2 separate regions of the Hordeum vulgare genome follow, and region 1 is linked to region 2. A link is a contact called in public Hi-C data. All regions are on one chromosome and are shown on one strand. The core of a region is the stretch at or near the end of the contact, and the rest is flanking DNA. Distances in the headings are between cores, read along the strand shown.

Region 1 (6,355 bases), core at 3,382-5,881, 440 kb before region 2:
ATATATACGACCACAGTCTGTATTCCTACTTTTGTGTGCCATGGCGATAGATCATTGGTGACTAGTAAGAGAAATGTGTGTTACTGATGAGTGATGATGCAGGTAGTCGGGCCAGTTTAGCCGATGGTTCTAGGATATGTTTTGTTTAGACCCACCCTAGAGATGAACCATATATTCCAGCACCCTAGGGATGCTTTCCTTTCACCTGCAAGGCATGGCAATTGTAGTTTCTTTGGTGTGATTCTGAAGAACTCCAGCTGAACTGAGCAGAACAAGTCATTTTGCTGCCTGCCTGTGTAATTGTGTCTAATTAAGTCTTTGGTTTGACGTGTACTGATGTGCTTTGCTACCTAATCTTCTCTTTTATTGGCTGGCTCACTGGCTGGTTGACTGACTTCTGGGCTTGTTGAACTAACGAACCATCTGCAAACGCAATGATCGACGAAAGAGATCTCAAGTAAATGCAAACAATAGCTTTATTTTGTTTTGTTTTTGTAGCCATGTTCACTGTTTGTTTCTTCAGCCAGCCATGCTTGCTAGCTAATGCTTAGAAATAAAGTAGTAGAGAGTCTGAAAGCCACTCCAGATAGATGCCCAGCTAAGTAGTAGTAGTAGTAGTAGTATTCCCTACTCGTCGATCGTCATGCATGCTGGTCTACTCACACAAGCAAACGTATAATACTAGGGACCCCATCGGTAGCCTTGTGCGTGGTTGGACCAGCCACCTGAAGTGCATACATGCACCTTAATTATGTATGGTCCCAAAACACTAGAACAAATGTGTGAAAATGCAAGCACATGTGCCAAGTCTAGTACTTAAACCCCATTAGGTTGATTTCACGGTAAAGGACCTAACCCCATGAACGTCTTTACCGGAAAAAAGAAAACCTCGTGAACATGCTTAATTAGTTATCACACTTGACGAGTTGACAAGGAAACTCAAGTGTAGTAGTAGTGGCAGTTAACTGCTAGCTAGCGAGTAAGACTACTTGTAGCTATTTCGGCTTGGGAGTTTGATTGTTAGGTGAAATAATTTGGAAGAAAGAAAGAAGAAACAAACGCGTGAGATGAGAATGAGATCGATCGATCGATGCCTTATCCATCTTCCGATCCATCGAGCATGCACCGTATGTGTGACTACTCTTTCCTTGCTGTCCGTTAAAGTGCATATAACGAAAGGAAAAATATACTTGGTGCAGGCGAGCTTGCAGGACCTGGCCAATACCCTACCGTCACACCACTCACAAAAGCTGAGAATACCACGCAACTGAGAACCATACTGAAATATGAACAACATTTAAATAAGTTAAGGGAATATTCAACTTTGTTCTGAATCCCAAGTTCTTACTCAAGACACTGAATATGTACTTAAACAATCAGCAATGCCATAGTACACAAACAGGTGACTGTATAGGATTAATAAGTGCAATTACATTAGCCTTCAGACTCACACTCTCACTGCAAAAAGAAACCCCATTCATTATAAAGGGGCCGAACAATCAACTCATGATAAGCTCAATACTTTTAAGTGACACAAACACCCAACTGCTACCGTTTTTCTCATGCTGAAAGCAGTTGCGTGATTTTGCGAGTCCAATGCCAATACTACTTTTATTTTGACCCTGCTGCCACATCCAGCCAGCTGCATTTTCCATATGTCTGATTCACAGGATCTTCTTGGATTGGTAGGCACAACTCATAGTAAGCTCTCACACAACTTACTACTTCTGAAATGAGTTTTACGGGCCCCAGTATAGGTTGTTGGCACCTATCATTTCTTTTGCTCTGTCCACTAGAGCGGAGAGAGGTACAGTGTGCTCCATGAGTCCTACATCATCCGAGAAATACCTGTAGTTTTCAGCCCTTGAGAGGCTCTGCTCTACCAGTAGCAGTGCTTCCAGCATCTGGTATTTGTTGAAACAGATTGTGTAGCTGGGATTGCACTCCATCATGCATACAGCTAATTCCACTATTGCCCTCATGACTCCGGGGCAACAAGCAGTGGGCTTCATATTTGCATTCAGTGAACTGATGAGCCCCTTTATAAACATCTCCTTGGTTTGGCCACACTCCAGTTCTTGAGCAAAGTCTTCAGGTATGACTTTGCATATTTGTGAACCAAGGCCAGCAAGGACCTCCAGTTTTGTGCCCTCTTCATCCATAATGCCTTCCAGCACCTGTAGTGAAAAAGTAATTTAGTTATAATTGCACCTACTTAGTCATGTGGTGATCCATATTTAGTTGCATTACACACAACAATTGTTTTACGTATTAAAAGTCACAGTGCTCAGATTACTCAATCACGTTAAATAAAATTAGAATGCAATGCAAGAAAACGCACATGAACATGTATGTTGGTGCAAACACTTGCATGGATGTATGCTAGTTTTTCGTAGCGATATATTTGTAGGAATCTGAGGATTGGTTGCAGAGACGTATGTAAATTGTAAGTTAGGTACCTCTGGCAAGATGTGTGAGAGCTCCTTGAGGTCTGCTTTGCTGAGCATGGATTGAGCATGCACACACATGTTCTGCAACAGGCTTGCTGCTGTGTACTTGTACCTGTCAGCATGGATCATAGTGGTGAGTTCCTTGATGAACGCATACCCTGCTTCCGCCGAGATAGCCAAACAGTTACTGGGGCTCTCCACTGATAACACTGTTAGTGCTTGACCGGCTATAATTTGCAGGGACTTGTCTGAATCAGTGACCGAGGGCACAACATCTCGTCTAAGAAATGCATGCACCAGCCTGCTAATGATAGCTTGGAAGTGCCCAATCTCCTGCCTTGTGTTTCCATCCATGGCAAGGTCTCTAAGGATCTCTGCTGCCAACTCCTTAAGTTGTTGGCTGCAGCTCCCATTGTCATCCAAGATCCCTGCAAGATTGCGCAGAAGGAAAGGATGCTCTGAAATTTCGTGGCGCAGTTTTACACCAAACCTCCCTTCAATGCTTGCTAGTCTTCTCAGCACCTTCAACGCTGAACCTTTCAGCAGCCTGTGATGCGCCTCATTTATGTTTTCAAGGACGATTCTGCTGCTTGTAAATTCTATGATCGTCGAGACAAGGCCTGCTTTGCTGATTTTCGTGCAATTTTCAATATCAAAGGAGCTAAGCCTTTCAAGAATTATCATGCCCAGTACAGGGAGGAAATCATGGTCCACCTGTTGCTCCTCCTCTGGAACAGAACACCATCTTGTAATGTACTTCCAAAATTTCAGTATACAGCTGGAGTTTTGTCCATCTATTAATTTAGATGGCTCCTCCACAGGAATCAAGCAGTATATTGCCATCTGTTTCCAGAATTTGAGTGGAGGACAGTTGTGATGTTCTTCCCTGTCAGTGTCAGCTGGCTGGATTGGGGTTTCTTGTTTTGGCTCTTGGCTATCAATGTACAGAATGGAATCTTTTACTTTCATACGGTGAACAGTGTGTAGAAGTGAGGCTATACCCTGCATTGCCCCAGGGATAGGGGCAACTCGGAGGCTCACAGCAAGCTCGGCGAGGACCTTTGCAGCAAATAATCTGATATCTCTGTATCCTGCTTCACTTGTCAACTCTAACATGTTGAGCAATGTGGCAACTGTGTCGGTGGAGCTGGTGAATTTCGAGATGGTCATAGTCCTGAAGGGCTCCTTTTTCAGAAAACTGTCGAGCATCTGAAGCCCTTGGAGGTGCATCTTGGGTCTATCCGATTTCAAAGATTCCATTGCAAATTTGATGATGCTGATATCTTTTGCAGAAAGTATATGCCCTTCCATGTGTTTCTCGAAGGCATACGAATAGTACAAGTCGACATATTCCACCCCCCGCTCACCTCTGAGTCCAGCACCACGGATGAGAAATCTTTGAAGGATGAAGGAAAAGACCTGGATAATGCATGCCACAATGTAGAGTGTTCCTTGTCCAAGCACAATCACATAGAAGATGCCAAGAGATGTTGCAAGATTTTCATGTCATCGTTGCTTGTCTGAACAAGGGCAATATACCTTAGGCCACAAAGTCCATCTACTGCAACCCCGACATGCACTACGGCTGCCGGAATCTGGAGGTTACCAAACAACACTACCACTATAGAATATGCTTGCAATATCATCATCGTATCCCTGAGGCAGCCAGGAGTGAACACTAACATAATTGCCGCTGCAAACATACACAAGTTTATGATAGTTTTGTGCCAAAATGCCAATTTTCTACCGATTGTCGAATCTGCCAGCTTCATAATGCCTGGGAACCTCAGCTTGCTGATTGTCAGTAGGAGCACAGCCACACACAACACCAGGTATAGTATCAATTTCGGAACTGAGTTTGTGAAGGTGGATGGGCTATCATTATAATAGGCTTCACAGCTCTCAAAGTCATATGGCACAGAGGGACCCAGAAATAGAATTGCAACCATAGGACTCCATAGCGATACGGCACGGCGTAGCGGATTGCGTGCATGCAGTCTTGGGCATAGAAACTGGCAAGTCACCCGTATGGCCAGTATGGCGACAGGTATAAGAGAAATATTTATTTCTCGCCGGTGTGGAGTCCAGATCAACAGGCACATGAAGGCATCAAAAAATAACACTATGACAACCAGCCCGTTCCATGGAAGAGGCTTTAATGCGTCTCTGGTACTGAAGAACAAATGGTAATCCAGTCTGTTGTTGCTGCTGCTGAACATCCTGAAGTAAATGTCCATACAATTAACTATTGGTTCATTAAGGGAAAAAACTAAATATTATATGTAAGAAATAGTATCATGCGAAATATTCCACCATGAAAGTAATGGAAAATGAGGCTTTCCAGTTTTGAATCGTCTATAGCTTACTACATATATCTACGGAAGGAATAGTTACTAAATATTTCCATGGTCCCTCAATCTGTTATATCACCAGATTTAGCATGTCTGTCAGTTTGTTATTAACTGAGCACATCCCTCTGGATCAAAACAGTGCAACCATGTGTCTGAGAAAAACACAGAAACAATGCAACCCTTCCCTTTGTTTCCTCTCACCCAGTAAGAAACTTACTCAGTTTATTCTTACAAAAAAAGGGGGGGGGGGGGGGGGGGGCACTAGGAAGTTGTTGAACGGGTATGGTAGGGGCGGCGGTGTGGGATCTAAGAGGGTGGTGGTTGGCTGTGCAACATACGTAGTCGCCAGTAATTTCCTGGGGAGTTTCCCTTAGTGAATTGCCTCATGTTTGCTACACTACTTATTTGAGTTATGAAAGGAAGTCTATATATCCTTGAACTCTGAATGAAGTCTTGTGCTAGCTCCATGTGTTGGACTCTATCTATCCTATGAAAAACCCGTGGAATTGAAAATCAAAATAAAACCATCAAGCAATATGATTATTTTCGTTGTATTTTAGCTTATTGTCCTCCTTTGCTTTGGTTTCTAATCCAGATCTTGGAGGACAGATCCTGGAGGAAGGGGGCCCGTGTCTACGCAGTCAACCGGAAAGATGAAGCTTCAATCCCCTGGGTAGCATCAGGCAGACAGGACTTTGGTACTGCTGCTAGTTCAAATAATAAATGTACTTACTAGGACTAGTATTGAGACTTGAGACTGTCATGCTTGTTGTCAAGTTTTTTAGTATATTCTCTGGAAAGGAAAAGAAAGGATACTTTTATCTTCATGGAGGGGACGGCAAGGGCATTTAATTTAATTTTAGAATTTCAGGGCGTGCATTAGTTTTACTTGTTGTGGAGAGAAAAGCAATTTGACAGTTGTGAGCTGTGGCGATGTAATAAAATTTGTTAATACTACTAAAACTATGACACTGTTAATACTACTAAAACTATGACACTTATTTTGGACCGGAGCTCATATGAGCTCGGGTGCAAAAACATCATGTCCGTATTATCATACAAAAATAAAATAAAATCAGATATGCTCCAAGCTTAAGGTGTTATGATGCAAAAAACTTGAGTGATGGGCAGTACAAGGTAGCACGTGTGGTGTTGGGCCAAGGTGATGGATATGCTCCGAATGTGTGGATGCATGATGCAAGTGATGCTGGGAGAGGAAGAGAAGCTCGATCATGCTGGACTTGGTAGGATAATGAATGGATGCATGATGCAAGTGATGCTGGGAGAGGAAGAGAAGCTCGATCATGCTGGACTTGGTAGGATAATGAATGGATGCATGATGCAAGTGATGCTGGGAGGGGAAGAGAAGCTCGATCATGCTGGACTTGGTAGGATAATGAATGGATGCATGATGCAAGTGATGCTGGGAGGGGAAGAGAAGCTCGATCATGCTGGACTTGGTAGGATAATGAATGGATGCATGATGCAAGTGATGCTGGGAGGGGAAGAGAAGCTCGATCATGCTGGACTTGGTAGGATAATGAATGGATGCAT
Region 2 (5,904 bases), core at 3,304-5,803:
TCACGGTTGCAACGAGACACCGAAACCTGTTACACAGCAGATAAGGACCGGCCAAACAATGTGCATGCAATGCAAGGAGGAGAAAGTAGATAATAAACATAGCACATAAATTAAATTAGGTATGACAAGACAATGTTCATGCAAAGAAAAGAAAATAGATGAACGTAACACAGTAAATAGATGAATAGCCAGTAGAAAAAAAAAACAGTTATGGGCAACCGGGTTCAAACCGGATGAAGACGACGGCAAGCGGCATGGCTACCAGCATGATGCAGCAAGAGTACTTTTGGTGCACATTCCCAACATTATTCCATCAACTAGAATACCCAGGTTTTCCTCCATTCTCTTCCTGTATACTACTAGGTAGGTAATAAGGATCCATCTTCATCTCTTCTCTAATACAACATCGCAGTACAATTTGACCAATAATATGATCAATCGATATGCAGGGTAGGGTTCCGTTTCGTTCCTAAGACGAAGACGACAGGCACAGCAGTAGCAGCAGCAATCTCCAACAACACCGCAATCTACAACAGGCCTGGTACATGATGCTTGCTGCGTGGTTGCTAAAAGTGACGATCTCATCTCATCTCATCTGATCCGGGGTCTGAGGAGCGGTGTCTCTCCGGAGAGAGACGACAGACCTACTCGCGAATCGAGTTGATGTCGATGCTGGAGGACCGCGGGTCCATCTGCCGCATCAGGCCAGGCTGCCACCCGCTCATCTGGGGCGGCGGCATGTTCATGTTGTGCTCGGGATGCGCCATCGCGAGGGGCTCTTCACCACCGCCGCCACCACCGCTGTTGCGCTCCTCGTCCTCCATGTCTTGCTCCGCTTTGGTCTTGTTTTTGTTTGACCCGCCGCCGTACATGGGAGACGATCTCGGGTCCATCTGGTTCATCAGGCCGGGTGGCCATCCGCTCATCGGGTGGGGCGGCATGTTGTGCGGGTGCTCCGGCAGCGCCAGCGCGGGGGTGTCTTCGCCGCCGTTCTGCTCTTCGTTCTCGACATCTTGATCTGCTTTGCCTTTGTTCTTCTTTGTCCCGCCGCCATACATAAAGCTACCCACTATCACCTGGTGTAATACATGGGGAATAGGTAAGAACCAGACGAATAACTTAACCACAACAAATCAGAATGCAAAACAATACTCATACCGGGCTCCCTGCATGATGAGCAAAGCAACTGATACAGGCGAAAAGACACATGCAACACCCAAAAATCTGGGATTTAATACCTGAACAGTTCCAGCTGCTGTCAGGACTCCACTAACGGTCCCACCAATAACCCTGTGGTCAGGGCCACACAAAGCTATGCAAAGGCCTCCACTTCTAGTGCGGGTGCCGCCTTCTTCTAGCACCAAATATGATCCAGAAAGACACAGGATTTCAAATCGACCCTGCCAAAGCAAATGATAATAATGCATAAGGGCATGAACTAAATATGGACACAATAGTTCTTCTCGGACTTAAGGTTAAAACAGTACAAGTGAGCTGTTAGATGAAAACAAAAATACTACTGTAATTTGGAGCAAAAGTTCAAGCATATTCCTGATTTAGATATCAAAGAATCCAATTTATCAATAAATCAGTGGGTTAGTAAGGATATTTTTACCACCAGAACCAGATGACAAGCTACTGAAGCAACCAGCAGTAAAGCACTTTGATAAATGGAGAGAGCTCAGCAAATTCAACATGGGCCGAGGCGCATGACAGAGGAATATTTTCCCCTTTTCACTGAAGAAGCACTACATTTGGTATATCTTTTGCTGTAATAAAGAGTGCATGCGGGTAACAAAAGGACGCATGCCATACATAGCTATTCTTCTTACTACAATTAAACAAAGTATTAAACACCTACAGATAGATACCTCATATGTCACCACACCGGAGTCTGAATCCTGATGAAGGGTTGCCGTGGAGACAGCCCCTGTTGCTGAGATGATGCAAATAGCTCTTGGGCCTTGTTGTGAGAAGGACATTATTCTGGCAGCAACATCCTGCACAGATAAACAACACATAAGAGCCTGCACTAGTCTATTGGTTAATGAAGCTTTTGCCTTTTCTGTTATGCCATCTGTTATGTTATAGCATGGCAAATCAAGAAACAATTTGAAGGCAACTTGGTGCATTAGATAGAATATTCAATATTCCATCACTCATGGATACAAGAGTCCAGCAATTTATGGAATAATAATGCCAAAATTAAAGATAGTGTGTCAGCAACACTAGTCGAAAGAAGTAGAACCAGTAATCATTTATTGATCAATTCTCAACGTACCTCTCCAGCTGAAATAATAATCACGTGAGGAGTAAAACCTGTTCCAACAGAGCCAAGAAACCATTTTCCTGAAGAAAAAAACTCATCAGATAACACCAATAGCAAATGCATCAAATTAGAAAGAGAAGAAAAAGGTACTGACGCAAAAGGTCTACTTTTCTTCTTCTTTATTTGGAGGAAAAAACAGATGAAAAGTGCTTGCTTAACAGAATCAAGTCAACATACAACTTGCGCGTGCTTGCTTAACAGAATCAAGTCAACATACAACTTGCACAACTCGTTAATTCAAGAGATACGGAGCATGACCTTAGTTAGGAGTATATTATTTTTTCAGTTTGACCATCTTAAACTTTAAAAAAACATTGATGGGGAAAAGATACATTTAGAGAAGATTCATAAGTAGGTCCTGAAGACATGTATGTAGCAGCAGAACACATAAAAGAATGCGGGGAACTAAAATTGGCATGATAACAGTCATATCTCCCAACTGATAATAAAGAAGTGAGTAACAACCAACTAATCATGGGCAGCTAGTGCGGAATGGGAGTAATATAGGAAAAACTTGAAAGTAGACGCACAAGACAAGCATGGTTTCCGGATTTTATCTACATACAACTACATATAAGTCAGATAGTTTCCATATCTATGAAGCAAATTTATCATGAAAAATGCTAGCACCTTGTAGCAATATGGCATCACATAATTGTGTAGATTCAACTGACTACCAGAAACAAGCCAGAAATCTACGAAGCATGTTTATAACGGTGCCGTAAAATGATTGCCCATAAAGCATTAATGGAAATACTATGTCGCTTGACAAATTTAATTACCATAAAGCACACGACATGATGATAAATTCTACATGGCTGCAAGTGCTCACCAAGCGAAGCCAGCTGCTGCATCTTCCCGGACCCGGGTGGCCGCCCTCTGCCACGTTTCTCCGTCAGTGCGCCTGAACCAGAGCCCCCTGACCCAGTCCCCTGCCCAAATCCTGAGCCAGGTGTGGTAACCATTGTGCCCATTCCCGGGCTCGACGAATGAGGCGTCGACGGAGATGGCGAGAGCCCCAGCGTCACCGACCCGTCGGGCTTATACTTCCTTGGCCTCCCGCGCTTTTTCTTCACTTGCTCATCCTGGCCAGCATCGCCTCCCTGATCCCCTTTAGCGTCACCGCTCACGGCCACAACACCCATGCCAATGTCCATGCCACCGTCGGCACCGCCACCAGCATTGTGCTGCATCATATGCTGTGAGCCACCGCCACCGCCGTGCTGCGCCATATGCTGCGAGCCACCACCGCCGGCGCTGTGCTGCTGTGCCATATGCTGCGAGCCACCACCACCGGCGCTGTGCTGCTGCGCCATATGCTGCGAGCCACCACCGCCGGCGCTGTGCTGCTGCGCCATATGCTGCAACCCGCCACCGCTGCTGACGCTGTGCTGCGTCATATGCTGCGAGCCGCCGGCACCGGCACCGGCACCAGCGCCCTGCTGCTGCGCCATATGCTGCTGCGAGGCCTCGACATGGTTCTGGTGGTACCCCTGCTGCCCAATGTGGGCGGGGGCCCCAAAGGGCGGCTGGTGGAACGTGTACCCGCCCGAGACGGCATCAAGCTGCTGCTGCTGCCGGTACCCGGCGGCGGGCGGGCCGTGGAGGCCGCTGCCGGTGACTCCCCCCGGCGGGCCCATGCCCCGGTGCTGCACATAGAAGGGCGAGTAGTTGGGCCCCGACGTCGCGGTCGACTCCCTCCCATCCATTCATGGAATGCGCGGCAGCCCCAGACAGAGCTAGCCCACCCACCCTTACTTAGCAGGCGGCGCAGCTTCAAGCAATGGAGGGAGGCGGGGATCGCGGCAACAGAGATCTCCTCTACCAACCCCCGAACCCTCGCGCCGGAGCAGCTATCCTCCCTCCCGCGGACCGAGGCGAGATCAGATCGAGGAGCGGGCCGGGATCTTGCCGGATGAACGGGGGGAACCGCTTGCCGGAGACGGGGAGGACGGCCGGGGCGCGAGAGGTTGGCGTCAAGACCCGATCTTTCCGGGAGGAATGGACGGAGGAGCGGAGCGGGGTTCGCCGAGGGTGTGGGAGGGTGTCGGGGGCGGCGGTGCCGGAGGGGTGGCGCGCGGCGGGATCTGCGCCGGCGACGGCGGTGGGAGGGGGGAGGGGGAGGGGGAGAGGGGAGCGAACCCGACCAGAATGGCGGTGGGTGGGGGCGGGGCGGAATGGGGGCGGGCTAAAACCCTAGGGATGGGGTGGGGATGGGGTGGATCACCAGTGGGGTGGGGGAGGGGAGGGGAGGGGAGGGGGGAGGTACCGAGATGGAGGGGGAGGAGGAAGAAGAGCGAGCATGTGTATGTGCTGGAGGCGACACAATGATCATCTGTGCGGCCAAAGCTGTGGCCATGGGTGGTTGCTTGGTGAGTGAGAGCCCCAAGACCATGTGTAGTACTCCCTCTGTTTCTAAATACGGAGTATAAGACATCTTAAAAATTTCATTATATACTATATACGGATGTATGTAGTCGTATTTTAAAAAATAGATTCATTCATTTTATTCCGTATGTAGTCTATAGTTAAATCTCTAAAAGGTTTTATATTTCGTAACGGAGGGAGTACGTCATATATTGTTACATCAACGTGTTAATGAAAATCTTATGTGAGTCGGCTTGCTAATATATTTCCAATCAGACGAAGTAGGCCATCGAAAAGTTCGTGTGTTTTCCAATCCAACAGACCAAACAAGTCTCGAGTCGATGTGTTTGTTTGTCAACTCGATAAGGGGGAGGGGGTGTATCGTTTACAAGATCATTCATGCTTACTCCCGAACTAATTGAGGATGTATTGATTAGTTAAGACGTACGCTGTAAGCTGTGTAAACAGACAAATATAGTAGCTTAGCTATATTGTCAACTTATAAGTTCCTCATCCAACTTCATTCATGCGCACGCCAAACAAATAAGGTTGCCTAGAGCATCTATTCATGTGATCTAGACGACTGAATCCGCATAATTGTCATATTCTCCATATCAGTCTAAGTCGGCGGCACCTTTCCATGTATATCCAACAAACATAATTTTGTTTGGGCTACAAGAAGCGTTCCATCGGCCAGGCATATGTTTGAATTATAATTAAACACGGCTCAAAATTACAAGCCTTTTATGTGATACTCTTATATGAATTGACACTAATATTTGTTAATTTGTTCAAGTGGCCGCCTATATGGTGTGATTGACAGCCTTGGATGACAAATTGTTCTTCTTTTTGGGGTGGTGGAGGGAGGCATGAGAGAGAGAGAGAGGCACAGAGGATCCTTGGCTTGACCAGGTACGGAGAAAGGGACTGTTGGCTATGCTGACGCGTAAGCCAGGATGGCAATTATTGGCTGGGTTCCGGAGCCCCATAGTCACATCACAAAATGCCATTACCACCGCAAACATATATATTCATTTATTTTTCAGCACAAACAAAAAAAACATCTTTATTTATCTTAACAATAAAAATCAATAAAAAGGCATCCAAAAGTTCCAAAGGGGGCGAATTGCACATCTTTTGGCTTGAAAAGCATCCAAAAAGCTCATAAAAGTCTCACTTGTCCCAAAGAGCGAATTTCATATCTTTTC

What was found. Hi-C and Micro-C count contacts between places; a contact is called where the count stands out from the background.
Region 1: a Hi-C map of leaf shows a contact between it and region 2, with 6 times the contacts expected there. The contact joins the promoter of LOC123401533 here to the promoter of LOC123406364 in region 2. A contact is called at or near these places in 2 of 6 Hi-C or Micro-C datasets (leaf and seedling).

Annotation. Positions count from the first base shown.
Region 1 is chr6H:556,960,819-556,967,173 of MorexV3_pseudomolecules_assembly, reverse strand. It overlaps LOC123401533, which reads right to left and starts at 4,631. Exons shown (of 1, transcript XM_045095361.1): 1 at 1-4,631. The coding sequence starts at 3,761. The coding sequence ends at 2,316. LOC123405901 reads left to right here. Exons shown (of 6, transcript XM_045099419.1): 6 at 5,397-5,764.
Region 2 is chr6H:556,521,366-556,527,269 of MorexV3_pseudomolecules_assembly, reverse strand. It overlaps LOC123406364 (AT-hook motif nuclear-localized protein 9-like), which reads right to left and starts at 4,553. Exons shown (of 5, transcript XM_045099874.1): 1 at 3,162-4,553; 2 at 2,282-2,349; 3 at 1,872-2,000; 4 at 1,239-1,400; 5 at 285-1,076. The coding sequence starts at 4,038. The coding sequence ends at 645.